Regions from separate parts of the Muntiacus reevesi genome. Here region 2 is linked to region 1. Evidence: chromatin contacts called from public Hi-C data. All regions are on one chromosome and are shown on one strand. Each heading gives the region's core, a stretch centred on a gene start, on an enhancer-like site or on the middle of the called end of the contact. The rest is flanking DNA. Distances are from core to core; before and after follow the strand shown. Region 1 holds the start of NT5DC2 (5'-nucleotidase domain containing 2). Region 2 holds the start of NISCH (nischarin).

Region 1 (5,514 bases), core at 359-2,858:
ACACAACGCCTTGCATTTATTTCGTGATCGTGACAGACGCCTAGGCTTCTAAAAATAACAGTATTTGAGATGCACTGTTGAAAGCTGAACTTTAGCACCACAAGAGTCTAAATAAGCATATTGTGGCAAACAACTATAACATTAATAATAAACTATCCTGCATGGGGCACTTACTGTTATTCCCAGACTATTAGACAATCTAAGAACATCAAATGAAAACTTAGAATCAATAAGAGACTTTAGTAATGTAGACACAATATATAAAAACAGGCTGGAAAAGAGAGATCAAGCAGCAACTCTGGAGGGTAGCAGGGCCCGCTGCTGAGCGGACAGGCCCAAGCTGCTGCCTGGATAACCTGCCTTCTCCCGGAGCAAACCCAACCAAGCCACATGCACACACCGGCTTGGTGCCCACTCTGGCTTCTCTTGATGGCTCTGCCGGCTGGACGCCACAGAGCGCCCATCTTCCACCCAGATGAGACTTACAGGTGGCGAAACCCCCAGCACACACCTAGTTCACTGGGGCCCTGGGGGTGGGGGCCGCACCCACCCACCCCCTCGGGCCCACCTATGGCCTCCATTATCCTGTGCCAACACTCAGCACCTGACTGGCACTGTAGGTCCTCAGTCGAGGGGCAGGGCATAGTAGAATGTACGCACACCCTTAGGGCCGGCGAGGCCACCGCGGAGAGCACCTCAAGGAAACAGTGTCTAGCTAGCCAGCTCTCTACCGACAAGGCCCCGGGTGCAAGGTAGGCCTGCTCAAGGTCCAGGACACGGATGTTTGAGGACTCAGAAAAAGAAGGAGTGAAATAAACGCGGGTGGAGAATGGTTCCCAGCAAGAAAGAGTAATTTCGTTGGAAATCCTGTTGATAGGCTAGAAGAGCGTGAGGGGTCCGAGTGGGGAACCGAGGAGTGGTGCGGGTCGGTGTGGCCATTTGCTGAGGTAGGAACCAGGCAGGCGCAGTCAGCCCGGGCCCTCCGCCTCGCTCCAAGTTAACAGGGTTCACCTGTGTGAGCACAGAGACGGGAGAAAGAAGGGGCTGCTTCAGCGGACGTCGGCTGCACTACGGGTCCCGAGGTCTCACCCAGCGTGGGGCTGGTACCAGGGAACGCGCGGGAAGAACTCTTTCTTCTCTAGGTAAGTGAGTGAAACGAACTGGCAGAGCCAGTCATGGGCGGGAGGCGGGGAACAGGATCCCGGCTTCAGAACTGGGGGAAGGGGCGGAGGATCTGAGGTCTGGAAGACAGGAGGTGGAGGAAGGGGCGGGAGGACCCAGGAGGAGAGAGGGAGAAATAGGACTGGGGGGCCCAGGTAGACCCGCAGCACTCTGGCCCTCTCCTTTCCAAGCCCGGGCCGTCCGGAGCCTCGCGAGGACGGCAATTCTTAGGTATTCCGACCTCCCGGGAGGACAGAAAGAGCCGCCATAGCCTCAGCAGATACCGCAGAGGGGCGCAGACTTCTGGACCTCTCGGGAGACTGGGGGAAGGGGCCCGGCAGCCCGCCCCGCTCCGCCCCGCCCGGGACCTCCCGCCCCGCCGGGGCCGAGGGGCGCGCCCATTGGCGGCCGGGCTCCGCGCGCCGCGCCCATTGGCCGGCCGCCGTGAGGGAGCACGAGGCCACCGTGGCGGGCGCGCAGTCGGAGGGGCGGCGGACTGGCCTGAGGGCCGAGTGCTGCGCGGGCGGCGCGCAGCGGGCATGGCGGGTGCGGGGCTGCGGGCGGCCGCTCGGCGCTGGCTGCCGCGCCGAGACCACGGCGGGCCGCGAGCCGCCTCGTCTTCGCCCTCCTGCCCTGGTTGCGGCCCCCCGGGGCCCGGCGCCCACTGCCCGGGCGCCCCGCGCTCCGCGCCCGCCCCGGCTCTGGCCGGCGGCGCCGCCGAGCCCAGCGCACACCTGTGGGCTCGATACCAAGACATGCGGAGACTGGTGCACGGTAAGTGAGCCCGAGCGGGAGGAGCGTCGCGGGTGTAGCCCGAGCGGCGGACCCGCTTGCGAGTCGTCCGGGACACGCCGCTCCTCGGGGGAAGCGCGGTGGTGGGACTCGCCTGAGCTGCTGAGCCCCAAGGCCCGACTGCCCTTCGGGCGAGACTCGGGCGGGTGGTCCTGGGGACGCTTGGAGGCGGGCGGGCGCGCGCTCGGCTTGTTCCTCCGCTGGTTCTCAGCAGCTCCGGGGTTCCTGGAGCGGCCGCCGGAAGGCAGGACCCCGCCGTCTTTCCTCAGAGTCCCGCCGAAGCGGAAACGCCCCCAGCCCCTTGTTCTCTTCGGGGCCCTTAGTTGGGGCGGGAGTACTGGGGACAAAGCCAGCCAGCCGACGGCGCTGGCCGGAGCGGACTCGGAGGGACTCTCGACCCAAAGATGCTGACTGGACTCTTCGGACGTCTCTAGAGTCCGGCCCTCTCTGTCTAGGAGGAGAAGGCGTTGTTTGAGAAACAACCCCAAGTCGTCCAAAGAGTTGCTGCTTCCTCGGTCAGGGCACTTGCTCCTCCGTGCTCTCTCCCTCGGCGAAACGGGCAGATGAGGCCCCGGGGCGCCCCGGTGAGGCCAGCGGGTCGAGAGCGCTGGAGGTCTGTCCTGGTGTCGGGAGCCCTGCGTCTGCAGCGGACAGATGTGGTTGGCTCCGGGCCCTATCGCTGGCCACCTGGGTGGCGCTCAGCGAGCCTCTCCCTCGCGGACCCTCAGGGGTTACATCGGAAAACACAGGCCTGCCGGGGCCCCTGTCTCAGGGTTGCGGCGGTGACTCGGAAAGAGGCCAAAAGGGACAGGGGAGCTTCCGCAGGAGCCCCCTCCCCCCGGGAGTGACGCGGCTTTTGTTGTCGGTAAGGACAAACGTGGTCCTGTCTGGAAGATTCCAAGTGACCGAACTGAGGCTTCCGCTCCGGCGGTGTGGAGACCTGGGAGTGCTGGGTGGGCAGGACTCACCTCTTGAGAAGCTGAGGCAGAAGACCCTGAGAAACGGTGGTTTTGAAGTCCTTGGTCCTCTCTGAGGAAGGTCCCTACCTTCCCCGCTACTGGACAGAGCACTCCCGGGGTGCTGTGTGCGAAGATGTCTTTGCTCTGGGCCTCAGAGAAGACCTTCTGTACAGCCGCCTGAGAAGCCTGTTTTGTGTGTGTGGCAGAGAGACAGAGGGAGATCTAGTGGGCTTTAGCTCTCCAGGGCCTACCTGAATCTTCAGCTCTTCTCAGAGACCCCCACGTTCCCCTTGATGTGATAAGAACAAAGTCATTTCCAAGTTACCCTGGTGAGTGCCAGGATGAACCAGACTTATGCCCCTCCTTCCTAACTCTCCCCTTCTGGCTGGGTTTTCTGGGGAGCGATTCTGGCCACTGAGGCGTGCGGATCCTGCCAGTTGCTTCTGACTCTGTGACCCCCTGAACTAGCCCGCCAGGCTTGTCTGTCTGTGGCATTTCCCAGGCAAGAATATTGGAGTGGGTTGCCATTCCCTCCTCCAGGGGATCTTCCGGACCCAGGGTTTGATCCCAGGGATCAAAACCCGTGTCTCCTAGTCTCCTGAATTGCAAGCGGTTTCTTTACCGCTGAGCCAGCGGGGAAGCCCCAGAGGCATGCTGATGCCTGTGGGCAAAATTTTGTCTGGGAGCCAGGTCCCAGGCAAGCCCCCTCAACCCTGGCCTCAGTGTGGCGACACTGGAAGGCTAGGCCAAGCGGCACAGTGATTGAAACCAGCGGGGTGACCTGAATTTAAATCTCAACTCCATGGCCTACTGCTAGATGGGTTGGAGGAAGTGACTTTATCTCCCTAAACTCTGATTTCTTCATCTGGATGATGGATGAATAAATGTGACCCCCTTATGAAATTGGAATGGAGACTGAGCAAGAGGAGGCTCCAAGGCAAGCGTCCATAGCCTCCGGGATTTAACGCCTGATGATCTGGAGATTATGTCATAATAGAAATAAAGTACATAATACACGTAATGTGCTTGAATCATCTCGAAACCATCCCCCCACCCCCAACCGGACCATGAAAAAATTATCCCTGGTGCCAAAAAGATTGAGGACCCAGAAGCAGCAGGAGAATGGCCCCCATGAGTGAGTCTCGTGGCTGCCATGGGGAAGGGGTGGCCTGGAAGCTGGGCCTGCACAGTGAGACCAGTGAACTTAGGGGGCTGGTACAAGGGGAAGTGTGTATCTTCACCTGGCTCTCTGCACCACTGCAGCCTTGTGGAAGAAACTGGGACTTTGTGGGCCCCAGACCTATGGTTCTCTCACTGTAGAAGCTGGGTCTCAGGAGCCTTGGTCTGTGGGCTGCTTCCCCATCCTCCTTTGTTCCTGGGAGGATTGTCCATCCCTGGGAACATCCTCTGGGGCAGAGGTGAAAGCCTGAATTTGGCCAGAAGTCAGTGCCAGCAAGGGGCTGCACTGCCAAGCAGACCTCTCCCCCCCAGGGAACTACCAGACTTTGTACTGAGAGTCACAGTTGACACCCAGGAATTCGGGACCGTTGGGAAGGGATGTTGCAGAAGCGCTTAGCTTCCAAGAGAGCTGCAGGCAGCTGGGTCTCCTGTGCACCCAGGTGAGGAGTGTTCCATCTGCACCCACGAGTCTGGAGCGGCTGCTCCACCAGGCCCCAGGGCCCGAGAGGAACCAGCCACACCTGTTCCCCCACCCACGCGCTGTGCGGGCTCCAAAGGACGTGGGTGGGGGTGGACACCGTGTTCCTTAGGGGCCTCCAAGGCGAATATCTGCTGCTTGGCCACAGGCGTCTGCTTCGAATCACAGCTGGTTGTGTCTGAGACAGAAATTAATTCCCTGGAGGCCTGGGCTGTTTGGGCCTCAGCCATGGGCTAGAGGTCTCAGGAACCGGGCCACCTGGAGGCCCCAGAAGGCACCCTGTGTGTGCTCCTAGCCCTGCCTGCTCCCATCTGACCCCCTGCAAACTCTGTTTCTTTGAGGGAAATCGAGGTCAGGAGGTATGGGCTCCATAGGGGCATTGCCCATTTAATCCTACATTTGCCGAGGGTCCAGGCAAGAATGCTGCCCAGAGCATGTTCTGTGGGACCCTCCTATTTATTCTGTAGTTTGATACCATTTTTATTTCCCCTTTAGACACAAAGAAACTGAGGCCCAAAATGTAAGGTGAGGTGATTTTCCTGAGGTCACAAGCCAGAGAGAGAGAGCTTGGTTTTCTCTCTCACCTCAAAGCCCATGCCCTTTCCTCACCCACCTCCCTGTCTGCACAGATGGGGGAGCTAAGTCAAACAAGTCCGGGAATCCTCAGCCCCTTGGGAGTAGCCAGGGGACAGGGTGGCTCTGACCGTGTCCTCAGAGGGGAACAGCCTAGTCAGTGGCCCAGAACCCATCACACACGTCCCCCCTGTCGTAATTAGCAATGTTCTGTGGCTCGAGGTGATGCTGAAAATTCAGCCTCTGTGCACTGGTGCCAGATCAAATCTCGGAGACAATTCTGGGTGAAGTAGAAAAGATTAGCTTTATTGCTTTTCCAGGCAAGGTTCCAGCAGGTTCCTGCATCGAAATACAATCTCCCAACGTGGGAGG
Region 2 (6,007 bases), core at 1,494-3,993, 150 kb after region 1:
CCAAACCATACAACTTTCACGCTACAAATGACCCAGAGAAAGGCAGTCTCTCCAAATGCAAAGAATTACAGCCAGATACGAAAGCACAGGTTCTGGAATAGGTATACTCAGGTGGAACAAGTTGAAGCCTGCTCCCTCCCCTAGCAACTATCCCAGCATCTCATATCCTAGCTACAACTGTCAATCTAAAAACTGAAGTTCAAATACACTCCTTGCACACTGTCTCATGCAAGGGTTGAACTCCCAGGATCCAACGGGTTTGGGTGTTTGGTGTTTTTTTTGCCATTTACATTAATAAACCAGTTTTGCCCTAGTACCAACCCATGACACAATGGGAACTTGGCCTAAAAGCCCCCAAAGCCCCGAAACACAGGACCCCAATTCTTAATTACCTTTTCATGTAGGTCGTGGAAATCACTGTAGCGGTGCTTGACTGTCCACTCATGGCTGCCATCAGTGATCTGGATGATGTAAACCTAAGAGGGTAAACAGCCCTTGCCTAGCCAGCAATAAGGAAAGTCCCACCCTACCCTCAGCAATAGCTGCAGGACACCCAAACCCCCCAGGCCAAAGTTAAGTTGCTCCGGCCCACCAGCCTCTGTACCTGACCCTTGCTGAGAGGCAGGGGCCACCTTTTAGCCTCCTCCATGGCCCTAGCACTGGATCTGGCAGGCATACGGGATAAGTCTGACCCCTATCCAACAGTGAGAAACAAAAAAGGCAGCTATCATATCAAGTAATCGCTTTAGTTTTTTAACTCCAGCCTCCATGTAATTCAAAGTCCAATCCAACCTGAGCTGCAAGAAAGGTTTTCCTTCCGAGGCAAAACAGGGTCAGGTTTGGCAGGATCAGCTTTTCCGCTTCAGTTCTTTCTCAGGAGCCCTGACTATATCCTAGAAGCAAGTCCTTTTCCAATGCTTTCAGCTGGTTCAGGAGCTGAAAACGGCCAGGAGTCAAGGCACTGAGAAGCTGAGAGGAGGGCAGTGATAATTAAGCCCTAACAGAAGGGAACGCGCCAGGAAGACGTGTGTTCAAAATCTGGTTCTGCCATTCCTGGCTATAGTTTCTGTATGTATGTCAACTTATGTAAGTAACTGACAGCCTTAAGTTCTCTGAGCCTCAGTTCCCATCTTAAAATCTGGGAGGATTAAGAATCAAAGGTAATGTATGCAAAATGCTTTGTAAAGGGCCTGACATGTAGTAAGTGATCAATCAAAGGTAGGTGTTGATAATTATTCAACTCAGCATACCCAGACAAAAGGACACAAAATCACCACCTTCCCAACACCCATTCAGAGGAGGGCCTCAGCCCTGTGGACTAGGAGAGCTTTTTGGAGCTAACCCTCCAGGTGGAAGCAGTGCATGCGTGATGGCTAACCAGAGCTAAGCCCTCACGTGGATTAGGCCCCCTGGTCCTTGCATCCTGCCCCTCTCTGCAGCACGCAGGGAAGGCGGAGGAGAAAACAATCAACTCAACTGAAGTCTCCACTGAGGAGCAGGCCTGTTGCTCCAGGATCCGTAGGAGCCCCTCCACAGCCTGACCATTTCCCTCCCCCTCCTCCTGCCCAGGAAAGGAGAAAGAGCCAGAAAAATGATCCTCAGGAGGGTTAGGATGAAGGCCAAGGAGGTGGGGTGAAGGCAGAGCCAAGCCCCCTTCCCCAACTCACCATAATCCCAGAACAAAGGACAGGAGGCTGAGAGGTGCTCAGGCCACCCCCACCTTGGGGCCAGTCCCTGCTAGGTAGCCTACCAGGCCCATAGGCGCACAAGCCCACCCAGACCCAGGAGGGCCTCCTACTTCATCACAGTCTGCAACTTCTCCCCTTTTCTATCCTGCATCTCCGCCACAGCCTTTAAGTGTGCGTGGGCAGTGTACTGCTCTCGCTCACCCCACAGTCCAAAGCCATGAAGACCCCTAAGTTTCCGGGCTCTTGGACTCTCTCTCAGCCCTGAGCCACCCCCTCAATTCTCGGGGTCTGGGCTCCATCCTCCTCCATTCTTGTCTCTGCCTGAGCGCCAAGGCCCCCAGATGCCCCCTTCACTTTTGAGCAAGTGTCAACTGCAACCCCAAGGGCCCCCAGATCAAGGCCCCGCCCCCTCTTTTTCTTCACGGCTTGCAGAGCCCTGACCCTTTCCGCTGATACCATCCGAAGACCCCCTTTCCTAATTCCCTTCTCCGGGAGCCCCTGTCACGTCCTCCCAGGCTGGCGCCCCTCCAGAGGAGCCTCCGCCTCAACCTGACCCCTCTCCTCTGCAGGCCTCCTTTATCCCTTGATCCTTCCTATCCCTAGCCTCTTTTTCTAAACGCATACCCTTTCTAAGCCCCCTTTCTGCGCCCCACCCCAAGATCCTTTTTCCAGACCTGCGAAGCCCAAGCGCCCGTTCCCCAGATTCTGCCATCCCAGGCCCCCTCCTCAAAGTCGCAGCGCCCCGACACCCTCCTCTCCAGCTGCGGGGCCAAGAAGCCCACCCCAAACCCCCGCCCCCGACTCAAGACTCCGGGTTCCTGTCGCCACCTCCAGTTCGGGAGCCCGGGCCCCCAGCACACCGTATACGTGTCCACGAGCTCAGAGCCCACGACGCGCGCCTCCTTGGCCGGCTCGGCCTCCCTCTCGGGCCCGAAGCTGCGCGCCGCCGCCGCCATGTTCCGGGCTCGGTCGCCGCCGCCGCCGCCCGGCGCAGACTGGCAGCAGTAGGGGGCGGGGTCAGCGTCCCACCGCCCCCTGGCCCCCGCCGCCCCCCGCCCCCGGCGCGAGCAGTGCAGCCATGTTGGCCCCGCCGCCTTCTCGCGCCCCCGCCCCACTCCGCCCCGCGCACGTAATTGACAGCTGCGGCCCGCGGCGCGCGTGCGCAGGCCGCCTGGGACTGTTCGATTGCGTAATCGGTACCCGAGGGGCCCCGCCCGCCGCGCGCCTTGCAGCTCGAGAGAAACTGAGGCTCGGGCGGGAATTGTTCTGGGTTCTGGCCCTCGGAAGGGATGGCCCTGCACCTTCCGTGCTGCTCGAAGCAAGTCACTGCCACGCCTGACGTTAGTTTCCCTCTCCGCAAAAGAGACAGTAATTACATCTCACCTAGCTCTTGGTCTCATTCCCTGGAGGACCCGAGTGCGTTGAAGAGGAAGGAAGATCTGATTTGTACCTGGTCCGAAAAGGACAGAATAACTCTGGGCTAGTTCTTAACCTCTGCAAGACTCAGAGATCTCTGTCAAATGGACTCTCTAGAGAACTGAGTGGGTTAATCCATGCAGTGGCTGGCAGGCAAGGCAGGGAAACTGGTGGAGGCTCTATGACTTCCCAGATGGGTCAGCGGTAAAGAATCCTCCTGCCAAACGAGGCGCGGGTTCCATCCCTGGGTCAAGAAGATCCCCTCGAGGAGGAAATGACAACCCACTCCAGTATTCTTGCCTGGAAAAAATCCCATGGACAGAGGAACCTGGCAGGCTACAGTCCATGAGGTCACAAAGAGTCAGGCACGGCTGAGCCACTCAAAACCAGCTGCCTGAAGGACGTGGAGGGGTTAGGTGGAAAGGATATGTGCTGGCCATCTGGCACAACACCCCCAGATGGTATCCTACCAGAGCTCAAAATGAGGGGGTGACAGATTGGCCCTGGACTCAGGAACTACAGTGCTGGAAAGGGGAAGCATGGGCACAGAGAAGCCCTAACCCAGGTCCAGAAGAGAGGCAGTAACCCAACTGGAGATGGAGAATCTTACACAGATGAGGCATCTGTCGGTGTATTTGTTGACTGGTAGAGTGCAGTTCAGCCTAGACCTAGTACTTTTCTCCCTGAGATGACGACAGGTCTGGGGACCAGCTCCTCTGGCACCCTTGGCAGAAGGGCTCCAGACCGCACTCTCCTGAGGTAGGTCAGTGCCTTCCTCCTCCACCAGTCTCACAGCACCATAATCCGACCTTGGCATTCGAGGCTTCTCTTGGCAGGGTCCTACACTCCCAGCTGCTTCTTGCATACTGCTGCAGGAAAGTGAAGTCGCTCAGTCATGTCTGACTCTTTCCGACCCCATGGACCTAGCCTACCAGGCTCCTCCGTCCATGGGATTTTCCAGGCAAGAGTACTGGAGTGGGTTGCCATCTCCTTCTCCAGGGAATCTTTCTGACCCAGGGATCTAACCCGGTTCTCCCGCATTGCAGGCAGATGCTTTACCATCTGAGCCACCAGGGAAGCCCAGAGGGGTTTAGCTTAAGTCAGGAGCTGCCAAGTCAGCCAGACCTGAGCAAGTAACCACCCCTCCAGGAGTCTCAGCCACCTCCTTAGTAGGATAGGAGTTGAGTTGCTGGCCTGAGGGCCTGGCCTGGGGCCCACTACATTGTAGCTCCTGCCTGTCCTGGACTCATATTTTCATTCATTCCTAAAACGTTTCCAGAGAGTCTCCTGAGGGAATGGGGGGCAGAGGGAAAGAGCCCTGGTCCTTATAGCCCTTCATCTGCTCCTTGCCCTGGGCAGAGGCCACAGGAACTCAGGCCAGTGTGAGATCACCAGGGCCAGGGGGAGGGAGTAGAGGACTGCAGGCAGGGGTGGGCTGGGTCGGGAATGCAGCGGGGCTGGGCTATTTAAGCCGAGGGCCGCTGGCAACCCCAGCAGCCTGCCCTGTGAGCCGCCAGTATGGATGACATCTACAAGGCTGCGGTAAGAGGGGCTGGGCAGGGCTGGGGTGGGCGTACCCACTGGGGGCTCAGGGTCAAGACCACCCCAAGGAGGTGGTGGGGACCCAGGAGAGGGGCCACGTACTTTCAGCCCAGACCTTCAAGGGGCCGGTTGGTCTGGCATTCCAGAGTGTAGAAGAGGTGAAGAGTTTAGGATCTGGGGGGAACTGTCAGGGTTGGTGGAGGTGGACGTCAAAGCTATAGCATCATGTCCAGCCCTGTCTCCAAACGTCTGAAGTCTGTGTCACTGTCTCTGGGCCACACCTCTCTGCATTTGTGCCTCTGGTCTCTTTCCTAGTCTCTGTCTCTTTGTTCCTCCCAAGCTCTCCTGAGGCTCTGTCGCCGTTTCCCTCTCCCCATTTCTGCTCCTCACATTCTGCTTCTCACACATCCAATCCCCCACCAGCCCCTTGACTGGCTGAAGATGCTCTGGAGGGTGGGACAGGGGTTGTGAGGAGGGGGCTGCAGAGGGCTTTGAAGCTTGAGGAAGGCACAGAGGGACTAGGAGGGAATAAGAGAACTGGGGCCCCAGCCTCTGTTCAGCCTGGCAGGTTCAGGGCTCAGTGGCTCAGCTAGGGGGAAGGGCTAGAGGGTGGTCACCTTTTCTTGGTCACCCCAAGTCCCTGCAGGGGCCACTGAGGGGCTTCAGATGCTATTCCATCCTAGGAGTGGGGGTGTTACTGACCTCCGTCCACCACAGAGACAAGGACATCTGACACAGACAGCTGTCTGCAAGGGAACCCCTACCTCAGCTCCAGGAAATATGGCCCCCCTCCTGGGCAGGGAGGGCTACAGCTGGCTCTGGGGGTTGCCCCTGTCTTTTCTGCAGGAGTCTGTGGAGCTGGGGGAGGGGGCAGCCCTCCACCCCGTGCCCATACAAGGCCTGGCGGGCCAGGGACTAATTTTGGCTCTTGAGACACCAGGAGGCTAAGGGGCCAGATAACGTTGCCCCACCCCCTGCATGCCAGAGTCCCCAGAACAATCACCAGGTTTAACTTTGTCCCCCATTAAAAATAGCCCAGTGGCCACCCCGGTCAGGTTACAGCGGGTGGCTTTGCCCACCCCCGCTGTGGTTTTATTGTCCCAACCTGAGGGACAGCTGTCCCTCGGGCCACCCAGCTTGGGTTTCAGCAGGGGAGCTAAAAGGGCACTGAGTGGTCAACTGACTATTGTTCCTTGGGGTCACCTTGGTCCTGGAGAGGGCGCCCACCTGTCACCCTGGCCCTGAGCCCAGCCTCAGTGAGGCCAGCTGGGTCACCTCGGGGCTTTGGGGGCAGGGTGGGGGACCTGAGGCCTCTGCTCTGTGACCTGGGAATGGCCTACCTCTTCCCAGCTTCAGTCTTC

The links. A called contact is a pair of places that touch in the nucleus more often than the background predicts.
Region 2: a Hi-C map of blood shows a contact between it and region 1, with 2.4 times the contacts expected there. The contact joins the promoter of NISCH here to the promoter of NT5DC2 in region 1. A contact is called at or near these places in 2 of 3 Hi-C or Micro-C datasets (blood and muscle).

Annotation. Positions count from the first base shown.
Region 1 is chr4:106,312,018-106,317,531 of mMunRee1.1, forward strand. NT5DC2 (5'-nucleotidase domain containing 2) reads left to right here and starts at 1,609. Exons shown (of 13, transcript XM_065933553.1): 1 at 1,609-1,935. The coding sequence starts at 1,701.
Region 2 is chr4:106,456,162-106,462,168 of mMunRee1.1, forward strand. It overlaps NISCH (nischarin), which reads right to left and starts at 2,744. Exons shown (of 21, transcript XM_065933555.1): 1 at 2,549-2,744; 2 at 393-476. The coding sequence starts at 2,644. TNNC1 (troponin C1, slow skeletal and cardiac type) reads left to right here and starts at 4,528. Exons shown (of 6, transcript XM_065935345.1): 1 at 4,528-4,646. The coding sequence starts at 4,623.